2 separate regions of the Danio rerio genome follow, and region 1 is linked to region 2. The links are chromatin contacts, called in public Hi-C maps. All regions are on one chromosome and are shown on one strand. Each heading gives the region's core, a stretch centred on a gene start, on an enhancer-like site or on the middle of the called end of the contact. The rest is flanking DNA. Distances are from core to core; before and after follow the strand shown. Region 1 holds the start of gmppb (GDP-mannose pyrophosphorylase B). Region 2 holds the start of rbbp9 (retinoblastoma binding protein 9).

What was found. A called contact is a pair of places that touch in the nucleus more often than the background predicts.
Region 1: a contact with region 2 is called in a Hi-C map of hematopoietic stem cells, with 1.9 times the contacts expected there. The contact joins the promoter of gmppb here to the promoter of rbbp9 in region 2. A contact is called at or near these places in 2 of 18 Hi-C or Micro-C datasets (hematopoietic stem cells and an unstated tissue).

What each region holds. Positions count from the first base shown.
Region 1 is chr22:41,289,514-41,293,795 of GRCz12tu, reverse strand. gmppb (GDP-mannose pyrophosphorylase B) reads right to left here and starts at 1,541. Exons shown (of 10, transcript NM_001003491.2): 1 at 1,371-1,541.
Region 2 is chr22:41,151,056-41,155,262 of GRCz12tu, reverse strand. rbbp9 (retinoblastoma binding protein 9) reads left to right here and starts at 2,718. Exons shown (of 5, transcript NM_001042748.1): 1 at 2,718-3,039. The coding sequence starts at 2,944. sirt7 (sirtuin 7) reads right to left here. Exons shown (of 12, transcript XR_012397996.1): 12 at 3,473-4,207. It also overlaps a transcript of arhgef3 not described here.

The DNA.
Region 1 (4,282 bases), core at 292-2,791, 140 kb before region 2:
GATAACCATCCTGAGGCTAATCCAGCACAAAATAGTGCTTAAAATGTCACTGAAATGCAGTAATTAGACCTCAAATATCTGTAAAGATCTGAAACAAAGAGCCCTCGTTTAATAGGCTGACTACAAACCTGCTATACATTCATTCATTCATTTCCTCTTTGTTTTGTTTTAGGGGGAGCTGTGCCCCAGTAGAGCAAATAAAATGCAAGGTGAATGGTCTGAATACTTTTCATGCCCACTGTACAGAACACACACAACATCTACAAGGTACAAATCTGTCCCTCAGTGCACAGGAGTGTGTGTGGAGCACACAGCTGGCTGCTTTTTGGGAGGCCTACTTAATGACTATACATTCTTCTTTGGCCCAATATCTGTCATGTGTACAGAAATAATGCTGATATGAGATATGAAACAGCTGGCAGTTGGCAAATATATCGGGTGGAGATGTTTTTAAACCTGACAGTGCCTCACCAGCCACGACACGACACGACACATTCATTAAAATACTTTCTGCTTAGTATAACAACACACAGTCACAAAAACAGAGAGTACGCAAGAGAGTCACACCTACTGAGGTAAAGTTGGTTGTTTACCATGGTACTGTGAATGGTTGGTCAGTATTAGCATGCCGGTGTGACTTGAAAGCAACATGAACACTATCTAGTAGACTGATCAATGCTGTACTGTGATCATCAATAGCTGCTAATGTGATTTCACTATTATTAAGGTGGTTTTATCTTCACACATTCATTCAGTGACAATGTGTGACACACTCCCTATATTGTTTACCACGGCACTTTGAGTATCTGGTCTGAATTAACCTGCCAGTGTGACTTTAAACAACATGAACACTATCTAGTAGACTGATCAATGCTGTACTGTGATCATCAATAGCTGCTAATGTGGTTTCGCTATTCAGAATTTGAACAGAACACTGCTCTGACATTATATTATGAGGGAGAATGTCTGAATGTGAAAGGAGCTTTACCTCTTTGTGACACCTGTATGTCCTGCTAGGACACGCCCACACAGTACACCTGTAATACCTGAAAATCATGTCTTGTCCATCTTGTACAGAGTAAGACTGATATTTCATTTGTCAGATACTAACTAGCGTTAATTCTTGTTAAATTAATAGCAATAGTGTCGTGAAGTGCATTGTTCTGAACAGTATGAGCAGGTGGTTCCACCGATGAGCTTCATTCATCTCATTCATTCCAGTTGAAGGCGAAAATAACATGTTTTGTCATCACTTTGTAATTTAGACACAATTTATATTTGTCAACAATTAAATATTCATTAATAATAATCACATTCTTCATTGATCTGCTGAATAACTCCTATGGCAGATGACACACTAATAAACTTACCCAGCAAACGATTGACCTGCTGCTGTATTTATTTCGTCTGAATCACGGAGAAAGCTAGGCGTCGGTTCTGAACTTCTCTTCCACCAATAAACCGTGTTCACTGCTCGGTGTGTGCTCTGTCAGACAGCTTTAAAGACCCATCGCGCTCTACGAGAAACTCAGTTCAGTTCCGCACACAGAGGACGGCGGATCCAGCAGTGACGTCATAGGTCAACAGTCTGTACCAGTATGTGGAGGCGTCCTCAGATCTTCGCTTTACAGTGATGTTGATTCCACACTGTCCTAAAGTAAAGTGCATGATTGAGAATCAGTTTATGCTGTGATACTTCACGACAGGGTTTTTTATAACGCCAGGCGCACACAAAATAATGGATAAAGAGCCATTGTGGGTATGGCCTCCCCCGTTAAAATAACACAGCCAGCCTCACGGACCAATCGTTTCATAACAACGTGGCGCGGAAGTGAATAAGAGCCGCAACACCCATTTCACACGAAGAGTCGTCAGCAGCAGCGGCGCAGGAAGAGGGATGGACATCTGTCAGAGTGACATGAGTCACGATTCTGAATTAAATCATGCAAATGATGATTAATGTCATCTTGTCTCCTGACATTATCCCCTAACCCTGAGTCCCAGAAGACCTGTTCAGTAAACGGTTGCGTTTCTGTTCTCAACCATTTCATCAATGAGAATAAATACAAATGTCTACTATATTTTTCTGGAGCTCAGTCCCTGATTTATCAGAGGTCACCACAGCAGAATGAACCTCTAACTACTCTACAACTTGCTCCTGACAGGGATGAAGGAAGAGGAGAAAGCTAATGTGTCAAATGTCTAAATCACTGTATTTAAAAACTAAATTAACAATATTTTAAGTGTATTAAGATGTTCCCTGATACTTGGGCAATTTGTTTCTATTGTTTGCAACTATATATATATATATATATAATGACAATTTGCCAAATTCTGAACAAACATCTTCAATAAATGTGATAATAATAAACAAATATTATAAATATAAAATTGCACAAGACCTGTGATTGAGATCTTTTATTTGTCTTGTGCAATTTTATATTTATAATATTTGTTTATTATTATCACATTTATTGAAGATGTTTGTTCAGAGTTTGGCAGATTGTCATTATATATATATATATATATATATATATATATATATATATATATATATATATATATATATATATATAGTTGCAAACAATAGAAACAAATTGCCCGAGTATCAGGGAACATCTTAATACACTTTTCTATGTTTTTTGTTTTTTATTATTATAATTATTTTAATGATTATTGAAAATGTTTCAGATGTTTCTTCACAATCCGGCAGTTCTTTTTAGTTTTGACGTGTGTATTTTAGGTATTGTCTGGTATTTGTCACATCACGCTTCACGGAGCCCATTACTAACCAACATCAGTGTTAGGAAGAAGCTAAATGTTACAATCTAATGTTATTTAAAAAGTGTTTAGATTTATTTGAAGGCATTAGAGCAGCCAGAAAAATACCTAAATATAATACCTAAACTCAGTTATTACTGTGAAATTGGTTACATTTTGAGAAACTCAATAGGCTATATAACCTTTTCATCATGGTAAAAGTAAAACAATAAAGTGTCAGGCTTTCATAAGTGAGGTTTTTCTGTGATATTGTCCGGTTGGCATTTATAAACCCTCATAAACCATCAGGCTACAAGGCCTACCTGTCATTACATTTACTTATTTATGAAGCCTATTTTAATCACTTTTCCAGGTTATTTTCATTTGTAGGGCCGTGAGCTACAAATCAAACTCGATATGCTGACTGTATTTAGCTCTTAAATAGATCTGCAATATGTTTTCTAGTGTTTAATTCTGCATGAACAAACAGCAGTATCGCCTAAATGACATAATTATAAAAGATCCTCATTCAGCCTGCCTGCAGCACATGCGAGAGCAGGATCCACTTAGACTGTAACCTTGACTCAGCAGGCCGATCATTTAAACACAAGAGGCATTATTATCTGTCCTAACTCAACTACACTGCTGCTGCATTATGGGATGTTTCTCTACACAACTGTAAAAGTGTGCTTTAGCATGTCAAAATGAAAGCAAACACTCAAACGGGTTCCGCGTTTCGTCAATTAGCCTCATTTTAATAATATTAATGAATATAATCAATTAAAACCTTTATTATAGTGTAGATTACTGTGGGACTGTGCAGAGACTAAACATTTTATTCAGCTTCATATGCCCTGACTGAAACACTAATGTGCAGATGGCAGTTGTGTGTTTGCTCAAATTAAAGTAACGGCAGGTTTCTTCTGTGTTTTTCCCTTTACAGCTCAGAGAGTTGTGTTTACAGAGTGATTTAACCAGAACATGTAATGAGTTATGCTGCTCGCATCATGTCATACGCTAGTCCAGGTGTGAGTCGAGTGCGCCTCCATCACCGTGTGCATGTTTATACGGGCGCACCTGACCTGCGGGGACCGGATCTCTGGACTGTAGGTCTAGCTTTAATCTCACAATTTTCATCCTTTAATTGCGATTTCATATTTTACAGTATCTCATGTGTGTTCTGAATGCTGGATTGACAGGACTGTTAGTAATTAATGACTGAAAGAGTTTTCAGTTTTGAGTGAACAATCCTTTATGAAAACTGGGGGGGCACATTCTGTCTGAGGGGGCAATGCCCCGCTTTGATTTCAGCTCCAACCCTAATCAGACACACCTGAACAAGCTAATCAAGCGCTTACTCGGTATACCTGAAACATTCAGGCAGGTGTGTTGAGGCAAGTTGGAGCTAAACCCTGCAGAGACTCCGGCCCTCCAGAACCGAGATTGGTGACCCCTGACCTAGAGTGTGACATCATCACCTCTGTAAAAGACTCTTCTTGAAGTCAGGTGTTACGGGAGAAGA
Region 2 (4,207 bases), core at 1,469-3,968:
ACAATAAAGCATTACACTATTTTATTATTATTAATGGGTTAAAATAACCAGCTTGGCTCAATATTGTGACACTACTGCATAAAAGTTTAAGAAATGAATTGCAACATGAAGATCTGATACTGGCAGAAACCTAGCTTTAAGAGGTCTAACACAACACCTGTAAAACCCCGGACAGGTGAGCGATCTGTCTCCTGATGGTTCATCTGTCCACCTGGCTTACAACTTCATATCTGTCTAGATGAGTGACGTCTGAACCCCACCAGTTCACTGAGACATCTGCTGCAGTATCTAAATATACAGAGAATAAAAGTATAGGCCTACCCGTGCTGGCCACAGCTGTCATGACAGACTCGCACATGTCTAATCATACACAACTCAAACCAACTACTGCTATACACTGAAAACAAGAGCAGGAGCCAGAAATGAGCAGAGCAGAGCAGACCTCCAGCACTCAACAACACAAGAGAACCAGCTCTACACTTAATGCCACATGCACATTTGTTTTATTTGGGCTAGAATAAAAGCAGTTTTTAATAGTTTAAGCTCAATATTATTCGCCCCTTTAAGCTATATTTGTTTTGGATAGTCTACAGAACAAACCATCGTTATACAATAACTTGCCTAATTACCCTAACCTGCCTAGTTACCCTAATTACCCTAGTGAAGCCTTTACATGTCACTTTAAGCTGTATAGAAGTGTCTTGAAGAATATCTAGTCTAATATTATTTACTGTCATCATGACAAAGAGGAAATAAATCAGTTATTAGAGATAAGTTATTAACACTGTTATGATTAGACATGTGCTGGAGAAATCTGCTCTCCGTTACACAGAAATTGAGGAATAAAATAAGCAGGGGGTGAATAATTCTGACCTCAGCTCTATGAAGATGTATCAAGTGTGTGCATAGTACATATTAAGATTAAATGGTGTGATCTGTATTATTGCATTGTAAAATGTTCTCTAAACAGTTCATTTCCATTCAAAAGTGTTTCATTTTATTTACAAGTTCTTCAAACGTATCTGAACTTTACTATATGCGATCTTTACACCATTGAAAGCACATTTAAAATAATGTTCCCATAATTATACAATACAATGCTTCCAGTTTTCACTAACATTGACAATAACCAACAACAACAACAACAACAATATAGACCAGCGAAAAAAAGTTCATTGCAAATTCTATAAGCTGAATTTTATTAATTCATTTTCTTTTTACTCCCTTTATTAATCTGGGGCCACAGTGGAATGAACCGCCAACTTATCTAGTATGTTTTACATAGTGGATGCCCTTCCAACTGCAACCCATCAGTGGGAAACCCCCATACACACACTTATACACTACGGCCAGTGTAGTTGATCAGTTCCCCTATAGTGCATGTGTTTGGACTGTGGGGGAAACCGGAGCACCCGAAGGAAACCCACACCAACACGGGGAGAACATGCAAACTCCACAAACTGACCTAGCTGAGACTCGAACCAGCAACCTTCTTGCTGTGAGGGGGATTGTGCAACCCATCGCGTCGCCCTAAGCTGAATTTAAACAAATTAGGTTGAAGATTACTACATGTGATTTGTTTGTTTAAATTCAGCCGATGTAAAGAGTTTACAAGCAAAACTTAACTTTAAACATTGAGTAAAGCAATGCAGCTTTTGTTCAGTACAGTACTGCTTTAATGGACACTGAAATGATCATTTAGATCTCAAATAGTCACTAATTTTCCCTTCTTAATGGTGGCATGTTAAAAACCAATGAGTCCTGAAGAAATGTGTCCCAAACACAATATAGAAATCAGTAAATCATGTGGGTTTGAGGGTAAAATCTGATGGTCTGTAATGGTTTTATTCAGATTTTCAAAGACAAAAATAATTTATGTAATGTTGAAGACATTAAAAAATCCCAAATGTTGGATTAAATGGGAATGTAAGAGCGTCTTTTGTTGACTGGATAAACACTGACCAGCTCTTCTAATTAGAGGACACTAAGGTTTTGAGGCTCTTCATGTTGACATGATGATCATGCTTAAACAGCCAACAGTTGAAGTGGACCAAAATAAAGTGGAGAGAACTATTCAACACCCATTTGAAGAACTTGTTCTGATTGACTTCACATGTTGAGCACTGTATATTCGCTTCATATGGAAATAAACAGTAACAGTACTCACCCTGATGCTTCATCTCCTCCAGCACTCATTGAAACTGTTGATATCCAGACAGCAGAGATCCACCATTGGTCATCGATCAGTAATATGCAGCAGTTTCATAGATACATTAGTCCTGAAATCATTTAGAGAATGGGTTTAAACAGACACAAACAATAAGCAGAGCTCTCCTATGAGCCGCTCGCAGTGTTGTGACACGACACACTCCTCCTCTCGGTCGGATGGGAGAGGTTTGCCGATGACAGATCACCCGGGGCGGCAGTGGGTGAGTGCAGTCCTGTCCTACTGAAACCCACAGCAGCTCACATGGAAAATCCCCGCTCAATATTCATGCATGAAAATGCCAATACAGATGCTTACAGCGTCACAGGATTTATGTTGCTGATATTATCTAAAGGTATATCAGACCTTTTATTAAATGCATTCTTTTCATAAGATGCAGTAAAGTTATGAATTTTATTAGCAATTGTGAAAATATTTTACAAAAAAAAAAAAAAGCGAGAGATCACGTGTTCAGCCATTTCCCCATCTGACCTCGCATTTAACGATGATTAATGTATAAAGCAGACCCGGATGCTGTCTGTTCAATGTAAACGCCTTATTTAAAATAACTTCAGCTCGTAGTTTGCAGTTGACAAAAAGTCGGAGAAGTTAAAACTCAGAGCAAGATGGCGGACTGACCTCCAGGAGGCGCTGCGCTGCGGAATATCGCTCCACATGCCGTCTGGGGTGTTTCCGTGTATGAGTTTTTGAGTAAGGAGCTGGATTTTTCTGTTAAAATGCCTCTGAAGAGAGTTGTGATTGTGCCTGGGAACGGCGCAGGAGATGTTGAGCGTAGCAACTGGTACGGATGGGCCAACAAACGAATAAATGAGGTACGGTCAGGTCACCGAGAGAATGCAATAACACAGACACGTGTCATCTATAACGAGGTGAAGCTTTTATTCGCACATTCAGACTTTCTCCTTAATAATACAATTTCATAAAAGTATTATTGGCAAACTCTAAATAGTGAAATCATATTAGCAGCTATTGATTATTAAAGTACAGCATTGATGACAGTCAAATAAACAGTGTTGATGTTGTGTTGAAGTCATCATTGCGTGCTAACACTGATCGAATATTCACAGTAGCATGATAAACAATATAGAGACTGCTAAATGAGCCAATGTGCGAATATAAACCAACTCTACCTCTGTGTCCTCTATTATAACATCTACACAGACAGTTTCCACCTGACCTGACCCAGTTCATCTGAAGCCTGATCATATTTAAAAATCGATCAGTTTATTGAAACTTTGCAAAATGTAAAATAACACAAGTGCTGCATGTTTTTATTGATTGATTGAACATAAAACTATAAACAGGAATAAACAGCTGTCTCAACTCGCACTGATGCGGTTACTCATCTAACAATACGAATACAGAGTGAGATCTTGTAAATTTATCACATCCTTTAAAGCACAGGTGTCAAACTCAGTTCCTGGAGGGCCGCAAGTCTGGCCAGTTTAGTTCCAACCCTAATTAAACACACCTGATCAAACTAATTGAGTCCTTCAGGCTTGTTTGAAACCTACAGGTAAGTGTGTTGGAGCAGGGTTGGAACTAAACTGTGCAGGGCTGCGGCCCTCCAGGAATTGAGTTTGACACCCCTGCTATAAATGAAGTACATATAAATGCATGTAGCTGGCAATTCAGAAGATATATGAATGTAAAATGTACTAATATTCCTCAAAAGACTTCCTACGATTTATGGGTTTGGGAAAATTGTTCCAAAGCCAGGTAAAAATGACTGTAAAGGTTCTGGAAATAAACATTCCCTATCCTAAATGTAACCATCACATATAGTGAAGTACTCACTAAGATCCTGATCTGATGTAAAAAATTGATTAAATAAATCTGAATTGGGGCGATGCAGTGGTGCAGTAGGTAGTGCTGTGGCCTCAAGGCAACAAGAAGGTTGCTGGTTTGCGCCTCGGTTGGGTCAGTAGGTGTTTCTATGTGGAGTTTGCATGCTGTCCCCGGGTTCACATCAGTTTCCTC